2 separate regions of the Sus scrofa genome follow, and region 2 is linked to region 1. The links are chromatin contacts, called in public HiChIP or PLAC-seq maps. All regions are on one chromosome and are shown on one strand. The core of a region is the stretch at or near the end of the contact, and the rest is flanking DNA. Distances in the headings are between cores, read along the strand shown. Region 1 overlaps FAM13A (protein FAM13A). Region 2 overlaps FAM13A (protein FAM13A).

Region 1 (6,182 bases), core at 962-3,461:
TTCATTCCCCAGGAGGGGAATCACTTCTTTAGAAGGATGAGAAGCTATGTACACAATTACATCTTATGATTAACGGAATGGTATTTTTCCCTGTAAGAAGGCAGCTATCGTTTTACAGCTTTCTTATAACCCTTGCCCATGACAAAGTTCGCAAAGGCCTTCCACAAATTTCTCCAAGAGCAGGATGATAAAGTGACTAATAAAAACTAATAAATTACAGTCTATTCTCAGACGTTATTAATAAAACTACAAATCTTATCATTCTGATTGGCTTCTGCAAGATGCAGAGGGGTGGTTATTGCCAAATTAGCCAGTATCTACACTGATACTCCCGCTCCCAGAATGAACTTGCATGTTAAGGCAGAGGCAAAGGACACAGGAGGAGCCAAGAATTAGGGGAGACTTTACACTTCAGTCCTATAGCCAACAACTAACTCCCATGTCACCGAAACAGTAAAACCTATTCTGTGGGTATTCGCTGAGTGCTGACTGCTTCCGTGGGGACACAGACGTAGAGTAAAAATATCACAAACAGGTAAAAGGTCTATCTTAACATCAAAACTGGGAGCTCACAGCTAGATTCCATGTCAGACACAAACACCTTACGGCAGGAGGACCTGTTTATAATATGGGAATGCCTGTGCACAGGCAAATGGGAGAAACCATAGCATCCAGGAGGGGCCACCTCCCCACAATGACACGGATCTTCGACAATATTGGCAATATCCCCGATAATAACACTCAGCTTTCTCCATAAATCTAGTGCTATATTAAGTGGGCAAAGTACAGTAAGTTCAGTGCAAAGCGTATTACTCTTCTATCCACCCCCACATCCCCCGCTACTGATCCAGTGGAGACTACTGCTCAGCTGTAAGTGGACTGCATTAATCTGGTGACTTAAATATCAAGCCCAGAGTTCTTTAGAACTGTTTTGGACGTCCCCTCCTTTGCCTTCAGTCTTCAAATAGTTTATCGACGCGGCGTAAAAGTTAATTATGGCCACAGACTCAGCAAAGCAGGGGTTCAGAACAGGGTTTAACCACTTCAGGCAGCACTGCAGGTGGCTGGCAAGCTCATGACTTGGCACCCCTTCAAACTGATAGTCTTTAAACACATTTTCAATATGTATCTTATGTGAGTTGATACTACCGATTCGCTTCTTTGTAAATAACTCCTTTGTGGCTGTTCTCTCTGTTCCTCTTCCAGCTCAATTGAAATAAGATTCTCCTCATATAAAAGCATTCAGCAAAATGCAGAAGTTACTGAGGATTGCACTCAGGTCACAACAATTCATTCCAAAAATCTCCATCAGACATTATCTTATTGGCCTTGGAGCTACTAGATCTCTCTTTTTCCTCTTCAAGCCTGTAATCTTTACGCTATTTCAAAACTCTACCGCCTAGACTATGAAGACACCAAAAATTAAACACAGACAACAATGTATTGTCAACAATAAATAAAGGTATTGTCAACAATGGAAAGAAAAGACAACTTCCATTCATCACTGGAAAATTGTTCCTTAAATTGTTTTGTTTTGTTTTTCTTTTTACAGCAGCACCTGCCGCACATGAAAGTTCCCAGGGCAGGGGCTGAATCGGAGCTGTAGCTGTGGCCTACATCACAGCCACAACAGCACTGGAATCCAAGCCACAACCGCTACCTACACTGCAGCTTGCGGCAGTGCCATATCCTTAATCTAGTGCGTGAGGTCAAGGATCAGACTCGAATCCTCACAGAAACAACTTACACTGTGGAGTCACAACAGTAACTCCATTTAAATAGTTAAAGTCACCATTTGATGCGGCGACTCCACGGCTAAGTAGATACTCGAGAGAAATTAGCATGTCTGTCCATACAAGAACTTGTACACAAATGGTCACAGCAGCACTACTCATAATAGCCAACAGGTGAAAACAAGCCACCTGTCCCTCAATGGTTGAATAAGGATAAAGACAACGGAGGAACAGTCATACAGCAGACTATTAACCAGCTATAAAAGGAATGAAGTTCTGGTATATATGTTCCAACATGGAGGAACCCTGAAACTTAAGCTAAGTCAAAGCAGAGAGTCACAAAAGTCACCTATGGTATGTGATTCCATTTCCAAGACATGGCAATAACAGGTAAATCTATCTAGACAGAAAGTAGCTTAGTGTTTGCCTAGGGCTGGTACAAGTGGAGGGGGAAGAAGGGGAAGAAATGGGGAGTGCCTGCCAATGAGCTTGGAGCTTCATGCTGGAGTGATAAAAATAGTCTAAAACCAGAGGGGAGGGATGATTGCCCTCTGTGAGTAAACGAATCCCCACTGAACGGTACACTTTGAAAGGGTCAGTTTTATCGTGTGTAGACTCTATCTCAATAAAGACTAAGGACCCCCTTGCTGTACAGTGGGAAAAAAAAAAAAAAGAAAGAAAGAAAGAGAAAGTAAAAAAAAAAAAAAAAAAAAAAGACTAAGGAAATTCTGCTGGCTTTAAAAACCAGGGCAGGACAAAACGTCAGAAGAGCAGTTTCAGTTAAAGATGAGTTTATTTATTCTTCCTCTTCATACCCCACTAGAATGATCAGAATTTTTAAAAGCTATAAGCCATCAAGGACAAAGAGAACACAGCTGAAAAGGCGATGAAGGATTTCAGCAAATTTACATAAATACACATTCACACACATCCCTGGAGACTAGTTGTTCTAATGCGGAACAACGGCTCCCTCAGGACCTGTTTCCAGATCTGCATAATCCCACTCCCTACTTAACGCAACCTCAGCGTGTCAAAGGCCACCACGAGGAAGATATCTCTGTGTGTACCTAGCAAACAAAAGGTCAACTAGTTATCAGGATGGATCATCTTAGAGATCACAGGGGATTATAAAGGCAAATGGGGTTTTTCCTGTCCATGGATCCGGATGGAGGCAGAACTAACTGATGGTGAATCAAGTCACAGGTGGAACCCTGGGTTTCCTGGCACCACTTTTCCAATTTATTCCAGGGGAGGTTTCACACATCTGATGGACTGGCAGCTTGGGCAGATATGCAGATGGCAATGCTTTAATTCTCCTCTGGGGTTAGGTCTTTTACTTGAAAAAATGAATAATGTATATATTTGGTTTCTCTTAGAGAAAACCTACAAGGCACATACGGACAATGGAAAGGGCTTAAATTTGGAGTTTAATATAATGATTCTGTTTCTCACAGAGACAAATGTGTGAGGGTTGACTAATCTCAAAATAAAAGGAATTTCTCAGGAAGAAGGAATTAATCTAGGGAAGGAAGTATTTCCCTACATGAATCCCTAGGAAAGAAGCCTATGGAGCTCATGCTCCCAAGGAGTGATGACTTAATAACTACTATTAGAACCAGCCAGCATCTGCATTGCCCTTTAAAACTGGCAAGGCAAAACCACTCAGCTAAGTGGCATGATGATGCATAGAATAAATAAAAAACTGTCGTCACTCAAATTGACCTAGTGAATTTCTCACATGTTGAGGAAAGACAGCCCAAAGCACAAATGCAAGTTAGCCTATTAAATGCGATTCCTTTACAATCAGGCATTGTACTGGTGACCATGGCGTTCCCAGGGTGGTTTTCTTAAGAAAAACGGTTGCTGCCTAAATTATCAAGTGCTCATAAGCTAAAATTCACAGGCACTTAACTCTCACATACTGTTTGCACAGCTGCTATTATAAAATGCTATTCCCAGCATTGAGAACTATGTCTAGATACTCATGTTGCAACAGAACAAAGGGTGGGGGAAAAAATGTAATTGTAATGTACACATGTAAGGATAACCTGACCCCCTTGCTGTACAGTGGGAAAAAAAAAATGCTATTCCCTTTAAAATCAAGCATGGGGGGGGCAAGGAAAATGCCCATTTAAAGAGACAGACTGATCACATAGTCTTCCTAAGCCCCCATGAGAATGACAGTAAAATAATGTTTAAATAATATAAGCACACACGAAAAGAACAGCAAAGAGGACAGAAGGAGATAAGATTCCAAAGCCATTTGGAAGTGAATGCAAGTGACAGAAAACAGACTGTTTGAACGCCTGTCAAGCTCCAGGGAGCCTCTGCCACCCTGCGCACCCAGGCAGGCGTGCTGGCAGGCAGGCGTGCTGAGATTTAGTCTCTGCATCACATCAGCGGATTCTTGGACATCTGAGATAGCTAAGGGCTAGAGTGGGGAGCAGTTGAAAATGTGAAAATTAGTGAAAACGTGCTAAGGAATAATGGGCCCATTAGCATCCTTCCCACCACTCCCCTCCCACTCCTGCTCGTGAAGAACTCAATGGCTGAAAAGAAAAACATGTCCACATATTGCTATGTGTGAGTGCCCAAACCAAACAGGCTCTCCTCTACCTCCACTATCTAATCCTCCTAACGTGAAGGACACCCGCAGACGAGCCTATCAGTCTCCATGCAAAATGTTATTCTGTGTTGCTTTTCAGGGCCTCACCCACGGCATATGGAGGTTCCCAGGCTAGGGGTCCAATCAGAGCTGTAGCTGCCGGCCTACGCCAGAGCCACAGCAACGCGGGATCCGAGCCGCATCTGCAACCTACACCACAGCTCACGGCAGCACTAGATCCTTAACCCACTGAGCAAGGCCAGGGATCGAGGCTGCAACCTCAGGGTTCCTAGTCAGATTCATCTCCACTGTGCCACGATGGGAACTCCAAGATGTTATTCTTTTTTTTTTTAAGATTTTAATTTTTTTTCTGTTATAGTTGATTTACAATGGTCTATCAATTTCTGCTGTAAATTGACCCAGTTATATATATATACATATATATAATTTTTTTCACATTATCTTCCATCATGTTCCATCACTAATCAAAATGTTATTCTTAAATCAGAAAGATCCTAATGTTTGAGTAAAGCGATACAGAAAGAAATCTTGCAAACAGAAATGTAAGAAGAAAACCAAACCAAACACCCCAAAGCTTGACTTGAATCTCAGAAAGAATAAGAATAGAACGTTATAAAACAAAATAGAGTACTTTGGAAAAGAAACAGAGCATGAATATGCTGACTATTAAAACTGAAAAGCTAATACTATGAAAAAACAAGGTTGGACAGGAAAGCTGATTACATTTTATAGAAAACAGAATGAAGAGACAACAACCAAACACTAACAGAACCATAAAAGAGAGATAATACAAGTGCATTTCCAAGACCAAAAGACAATATTTTGCAAATTTGCAGGTGGCAGGCACCTGCAGAGCGTCCAATGGAAGAGACAAGAAGAGACTGCAGGGAACGGCAGGTCCAGGCTGCGGAGGGAGGCTCAGGCTGACACTGCTACTGGGGTGCAGGTGGGAGAAGAAAAAGGGTGGAAGGGGAATCTCCCCAGAATAAAGAATTGGTAAATTATTCAATACTTTTTAAAAAAGAGGTACTAGTGGATTTTTTGGAGCAATTTGAAAAAAATCGCAGATAGGTTTACAGAAAATCGTATGAAGGAAAACATAAGACAGACAGTAGCATCAGACAATACACCTAACACACGTATACACCCTCACATAGTCATAACAAGGCAAACGTTAATCATGAATTCAGCCAAAATTGTGATAGAGCGATACTGGGGTAAGTTAACAATGTCACAGAAATAATGCTGCATATTTCTCAAGCGGAAGCAACAAGATAATGTCTGAAAGTGAGAAATCAAGATATAACACTATATTATCAAATGGAAGCAAATGTCGAAAGAACAGCTGAACAAAACTGATTTCCTCTGGGAAAGAAAATTAAGGGCTGCCAAAGGGTATGTATGGGTTTTCTCTATCAATCTTTCAATTTTATCTGATTTTTTAATAAAATTGGATTCATGTATTAATTTGAAAAAATATTTCTTTAAATAAAAATATATCAAAGGCAGTAAGATGATACATTTTACTGAGGATAATAATTATTTAAGAATGTGCCACTTCAGTATTTGATGAACAACGTTACTGAAAGATCACCAAATCCAACTGTATTAGCCACCCCCTCCACCCCCCTAACGCACACACTATGCTCACGGTTGCAATCATGTACCTGTGTTTTTCAAACACCTCTGTTCATGCAATCCTGTCTTCCTAAAGCACACTCCATCTTTGGGAATTCTACCAGTCCTCCAAAGCCCAGCTCAAGTACTACCTTCTTTTCCATAAACCCTCCTTATCATGGACTTGGAAATGATTCTTCCCTCTC
Region 2 (6,808 bases), core at 1,326-3,825, 220 kb before region 1:
AATTCATGTCAATTATGAAGCTTCGGCAGTCTTTCGAGACTGGATGGGACTGGAAGCGAATCTAAACACATTTTTTTGGTTCTCATATTAAAGCCAGTAACAAAATCTTACAGCTTCCACGAAATACAGTGAAGGGGAAATAATAGAGTCATCTATTTCAGAAATACTTGCTGATGGGATATTTCAGCATTTATCTCAAACCTTCTCAGGGCACATAAAAGCCTGCATTTAAGCTCTTCAGATCATTAATATTAATTCTCACGCTTGATTAAAAAGTTTTATCTTCTCCCCTTCTCTGAAGCAGGATAAGAAAAGGGGAAATAGTCTTTTGTTTATTATGAATGTCCTGTTTGTTATCAAAGGTATGCTCCTAAGCTCTTCTAAGCAGCAGGCTTAGAAAGCATAAAGAATGTAAAAATATCTTGAAAGAATTTAACACTTCATTAACCTTATGCTTTTGATTATAATGACTTCTTCCAGATAAGGGAATAGCCTCCCATGTAGTTAATGACTTTTCCACGTTTTGCTTTTGAGACAAAAAAAAAAAAAAAGATTAAGGATGAGGCTGTAACTTGCATATTCTGGATTTTATACGGAAGCATGAAATAGCTCCACAAGAGAAAATAACTTATTGGGAGGAGTGAAATGGAGGCGTCAAGTATAAACTTCATTGCAGACAGAACTCTGAAAACCCATACTCTTGAGTGTCTGCTTTCAGAATCTAGACATTGCCAGTTTTAAAAACCACCTCTCTCCTGGATCCTTCCAGTTGTCAAATGAGTTTAAAGACAAACAGGAGAACAAAGACTCCGAACTCCACTCCACGTGCTCAGGGAACAGGGTGCTAGGCTTTTGCACATGTCATCTTATTTCATCCAGTCCAAGCAGGAAATTTTACTAAAATGTCAGCCTCTCTAAAACGGAGCTGAAGAAATTATACTTTAGTTTTTGGCATTTTGAAGTGCCTCTAACTCTTTCCCCATCGCCAATGTGTCACTAAACAGATTTTTAATACAAACCACGTAAGAAATGCGGGTGAACCAGAAATGGATAACTCTGACCATCCGAGATCTCAGCTTTGGGATAAGATTCGTTGTATAATTCAAATAAATTAAAAAAGACAGGCAACAAAGGAGAGGCCCCCGTTTCCTTTTCAATACATGCATTCAAACAAAGCACACTTGATACTGCAGAATGATGCTTTAAGAAACAAAGCCACAGATGTGCCTGCCTTTGCCTTTGAGCAGCAGCCTGGGAGACAGCCTCTCTCTGCTCAGGTACCCCGAGGATCGTTTCTGAGGCTCGAGGTTATAATGGTCCCCATTCAAACGAAAATATTAGTCAAACGAGAAAGACAAACCACCTTCCTCCTAGAGCGGTCATCAGCGGCGCCATCCTGTATGAATCTGGGCATTTATGGGCAAAAAATTCAAAGGGCAAAATTCATGAGGACGAAATCTGCCCTAATGGAAAATAAAGCTGGAAACACTATCAGATCTATTCATAGGGGACAGGTGCCTTAGAGCATCTCAATCTGATGCTATCGGAGACACGGGAAAAAATACCCAAAACACTTCAACAGAATTCTAGGAGGGGTAACCCAGCTCCAGACTGACTGACTTTCCAGCTCTGAAATTTAGGAATGATTGCAGTATTATTAGAAAACCAGATTGACTATGTGGGTTGTAGCAATTCTAGAAAGTACTACATATGTGAAAAGGTACAAAATTATAATACGCAGTAAACAAGGGAAAGGGCTTTAAAAATGAAAGCCGGGCCTTTTCATGGTCCTTCATTAATAATAAAACATGTTTCTTTCAGGGAAAGAAAGTGGGAAATGATTCTTGCTTGGTGGAGGGATGTCTTTTTCCCTCTCCTTTGGAGCAGTTGCGAGAGCAAGATGACACGGAGGGCTTAGTCTAGATTTTAATTCACTGCCTAATTTTATCTCCTGGCTCAAGGGACCATGATGACAATGATTATTAATGGTGAGTGTGTCAGGAGTGCCTGCCGTGGGCTGGGTGCTGATTGGTAAATGCTCACAGGCGACACATGGCAGGAAAGGTCCTGGCCCGTGGAAGAAAGATTTGAGATTCTTTCCCCATGACGCCGTCACTGCCATGGGAGCCGGCGCCCCAAAACACCAAGACAAACCGAGTTCAGCGTGGGTTTCGTTTGGGTACCACTTGGAACTTATGAGTTAATATGACGAAGTTCTACCACGAAGGTTGCTTCCTACCCTTTTATCTCCTACAGGATGAGAGGCACGAAAGGCAAGCACAGAGACCTCTCCGGGAGGCTGGCATGCCATTTGCTTTAAAAAAATTTGCAATGGCATGTCGAGCAGGCGCTTGCTGGGAACAGAGGAAGAGGCAGAGAAAGGATGAAACAGAAGGAGAAGAAAAACACTGTCTCATGGAGACACCCCTCTCTGAAGAGAGCTACCCAGAGATAAGGACAAAAATGCCCATTTGGTGCCTGGTTCCCAAGGAGGGAAGCGTAAAAGGGATGAAAGAAGTGGCTTAGAGGCTGTGAAGTCAGAGAGAGGAAGCCTCTCCTTCCTACCATCTGGCTGGATTAATGAAGGCATGAACATGAGAAATTGCATATGAGGAGGCTAGAAGCCGGGGTTGGGGTGGGGGTGTTGTCAGGCGGCCATTCATTTCCAGCAATTTTATGCCCAATTTTACCTGGGTGTGCTTTTTTTCTAAGAAGGGGCTCCAGAGTTTTCAGATTCTTAATCTGCTAGGTACGAAAACTCTATGGAGGCAGGAACTGCAGCTGTTACTAAAGACCAGCTCCTAGCACAGCACCTGCACATAGTAGGACTCCATATATATGACTGAGGTCAGAAGGGAGTGTCCAACAGGGATTAAGAATCACTAGGGTAGAAGACGAGGTCTGTGGATAATTAATATATCCAGAGTCAGAATCCAAGAACAGGCTGAGAAAAGCTTTAATTCTTGCCAAAAAGAAAGCTGATAATAAGACTGAAGGTGGAGTTGGAAGCACTGAGACGCAGAGGATAACATACCCATGCATGAATGAAAAATGGAGCTGAGCACACTGAATGGAAGCCAGCTTTGGGAGCAAAGGAAATCAGATACTTAGGTCAATGTGGCAATGCCTCAGAGGACCACAGGGAAGCCAGGAAAGTAACTGAAACTTTAAGATATGGACAACAGAAAGGAATTAGATTTTTTTTTTTTCCCTCTGCAGGTTACTTAAAACAAGACCCAAAGGTCAGAAAATGCTTTGGATTTATTAGATTGAACTGATTTTGTGTTAACTTCAAAATTAATGAGATAATCTCTGTGACAAATCCACGAAGCCTCACCACCTATTTATTTCAGTCACTTAAAAAATGCATGAAAAAATGGAAAAATCTAACCAGCAGCTTTGCTTTTTTGTTTTGTCTTATGGTACAGAAAATCGAAGAAGAAATCACCAGGCTATTAAAGTTTATCTCACACTCAAAATAAAAGAATTTCAAGAGCCAAGGAATGAAATTTTTGCAATTTCTCAAGAATTGTGCTGGCTCGGTATTTGCCATTCTCACCAGTCAACATCCCATCACTTAATCTCTGCATCCCTTACTGATAAGCAAATCACACCGCCCATAGACTCTCACGAATGTCACGGTCACAGTCTGCCTTGTTCAGCTACTCACCTCAAAATGCTGCGTGTGTCTGCCGTCTTTTTCATGTTCTTTGCTACAAATAACAGCAACAACAAAATGTCATAAGATGTCACTCTGTTTTATAACATTGCTTCTCACCCACCACAGTGAAGATTTCAGGTATTTTAAAAGTAGGCTCGGTAGCTTTACATAAAATTCTTATGACATTCAACACCAAAACAAGGAGTTCCCATCGTGGCGCTGTGGTTAACGAATCCGACTAGGAACCATGAGGTTGCGGGTTCAATCCCTGGCCTCACTCAGTGGGTTAAGGATCCGGCGTTGCCATGAGCTGTGGTGTGGGTCGCAGATGTGGCTCAGATCCCACATTGTTGTGGCTCTGGAGGAGGCCGGTGGCTACAGCTCCAATTAGACCTCTAGTCTGGGAACCTCCATATGCCGTGGGAGCAGCTCAAGAAAAGGCAAAAAAAAAAACCCCACAAAAAACAAAAAAACAAAACAAAAAATGAAGCAAAATAAAAATTGAGGAACATAAAACACGCACACGGTTATCTGCCTTGAAAAGCACCACGGGGGAGTTTCCATTCGAAGCATTGTCCTTGCTATAAAATACGGTTGGTAAACAGAGAGTCCCTTAATTCTATTCTTTTTAGTCCTTAAACATTGTATTAAGGGAAAAAACAAAATCTATTCATGGTCTTGTAAACACCGTTAGGAGAAAGCTCTAAAATTACCTCTCATTGGACATCAACGCCACATCCTGAGGTCCAGGCCTCTCCTGAGACGGTGTGGGACTGACGCTTTCCATATTCTGTAACAAAAACACTGTGGGTCGCCCGGTAGGAACAGAAAGAAATACACAGCAACAGACCTTCCTTTCTTTAAAATAGAAAAATCAGAGAATATGCAGGCATCAATGACTTCTAGTCCTCGGATGCCTATCTTTGTGAAAACCGGTAAAATCGTGACAGTTTATTATATGCTGCTGGCCTAAAATTGTGTGTTGAACTTTATCGGCCCATTCACAAAGCTCTCTGGCAGCAACGCAGCAAAGGTCACTGTGCCCTATAACGTCCTTATGGGGTATTATCCACATTTTATAGCTAAACATAGCAAAGCCCAGACTCTTAGACCACCAGGGGCCCTGAGGACTAGACTTGAGGAATCTGACCTTGACTCTAATCAGAAGCCACGGCAACATTCGTTGCTTATTTAAACATCTTTTCATCTGGGGGAAAATGCAGCTTATACCTAAGCTGTCAAATATCCATGAATAGAAATGGAGGGAAGAGCCTTCGTAACTGTGATATTGAATGTTAAATCTTTATATTAACCAAGATGGGAACAAAATGAAAAGAGGGAACTTATTTGAAACAGCATGTATTTCATTCGGGCCGACCAAGAGGGCCTAATGCTTATCAGGAAGGCTATCTGTAAGGTTTTTTGACCACCTCTGTGAAAACGGCCCACAGGTTCTACACACAACTCAGGTGGCTGAGCACAGAAGTGAAGCCGTCCCCACGCAGGAAGAGGCCAAGAGGCAAATAAGAGCACGTTTACATTCGGCAGACTCCAACACACAGGGGTCTTGGCGATTTGGGCCCAAATTTTGTTGAACTCCAAGATTCATACCTGCATTAAAAGACCACTAAGCAAAATCCATGTACGTGTGTTACTGAAATAAAGAACACACACCGAAGCCACGTGTTCATCTACATATTTATAATCTCCCGTTATGAAAAGCCCATTGCAAAGTCAATCTCATTAGGTTTCGCAATAATCCCATGAAATTGACACACATAAAAATCTCCATGAAATAAGCATATAATTAGAGGGGATACTTCATCTTTGGCTTGGTAAATGGATACACTATTTTCTGTTTGGGATCGTGTGGGCCACTTGTCTGGAATTCTTAAAATTTAAAACCCGAGGCTCCATCAAAGAACAAAACCCAAGGGAGAGAACGTGCCGTTGACAGCTATGACAACGGTTCTGGTGTCGGGATGTTTGGGTCTGAATCCTAGCTCCACCGAGTATGACCCTCCTCGACCCTCAGTTTCCTCCTCTAGAAAAGGGGGGATGGCAACAATACCTAACACAGGACGAGACTGAGGGGTAAATGAGATAACACACGCAAAGCACTAGAAACACACGTGGTACACATTTAGTGAACATGTGGCTGGTGTTATTAGTATGTCTAAACTGTGCCGTGAAATCTTCAAGGAAATATCTTCCGGCTCTTTGCCCACAGGTAAGATGATGCCCCAAGACCTGGAAAGACAGTGTGTGTGTCGGCCACCACTGCACACCACAGTGTGCACCTGAGGTTAAGTCGCAGAGTTCATTTTCGAATGCAATCTGAGCAATTTTTAAACATGACGACACGTAACTATTTTTACATTTTTATACCTCCAAAGTTCGCGAGAGAAGAGGCCACTCTAAAACAGCTCTCAGTAAGTCACGGTTGCTCTTATTACCTGAATGTGATCTTCCTGATAAAGAGGGGATCTCCTGTGACAGGGAATCTTTGTTCCCAATGGTAATCTTCCAATAGGTTATCAAAATCTTTAGTGTAAGATCTAGTGCAGCAGCATCAGGTTTTCCTGACGCTCTGAAACATGAATGCCCAGGGAAAGCACCTACTCACTACCTTCAGATCCCACTGTTAGTGAAATACCTTCACAGCTACATGCGAATGACAGTTTCAGAAGAAAGAAAAATCTGCAGGTTGAGGCTAAGACATACTCAGGAGAGAACAGAAGATAAATCAAGTCAAATTACGCACTTAAAGGTATTTCAGTTAGAAGAATGTTAGAAGATGGATCTTTTCCTAAACAGAAAGAACCAAGATATAATCAATATAGGTTTCGAGAATTCTAGAGAAAACGATAAGTCACGTTCTACAATAGAAAGCCTTGCAAAAAGTGGTTGTGAAATGTGAGAAAGTTTAGCTGATCTTTGGGGTTAAAACAGGTAACTTCAACTCCCTAGCCTGCCCCACTTTTTACATACTGTTTGATGCTTATGAATAAGGAAACTCTCCAAGGACCTGAGTTTTATAGATGGAATTGACAAGGGGTAACCCTCAGTATCATGCGATATTCTTTCCAGAAGCTTTGTGATAATTCCAATTTTGATGCCGTCTTCCACACATCTGAGACGACTGAA

The links. HiChIP or PLAC-seq counts read pairs in DNA pulled down with a chosen protein or histone mark.
Region 2: a contact with region 1 is called in an H3K27ac HiChIP or PLAC-seq map of skeletal muscle, with 3 times the contacts expected there. The contact joins two enhancer-like sites. A contact is called at or near these places in 2 of 2 datasets of contacts at active chromatin or transcription factors (alveolar macrophages and skeletal muscle).

The regions. Positions count from the first base shown.
Region 1 is chr8:130,052,365-130,058,546 of Sscrofa11.1, reverse strand. The region is part of intron 3 of FAM13A (protein FAM13A); the gene reads right to left. Among named protein-coding and RNA genes, the nearest start is that of FAM13A, 34 kb to the right of the region's middle. Within about 2 kb of position 2,211, at least 12 of the 83 cell types and tissues checked have an H3K27ac peak or open chromatin away from gene starts, as enhancers often do. A contact at or near this core is called in skeletal muscle, where this site is marked.
Region 2 is chr8:130,275,063-130,281,870 of Sscrofa11.1, reverse strand. It overlaps FAM13A (protein FAM13A), which reads right to left. Exons shown (of 24, transcript XM_021100748.1): 13 at 4,375-4,451; 14 at 3,671-3,713. Among named protein-coding and RNA genes, the nearest start is that of NAP1L5, 86 kb to the left of the region's middle. Within about 2 kb of position 2,575, at least 2 of the 83 cell types and tissues checked have an H3K27ac peak or open chromatin away from gene starts, as enhancers often do. A contact at or near this core is called in skeletal muscle, where this site is marked.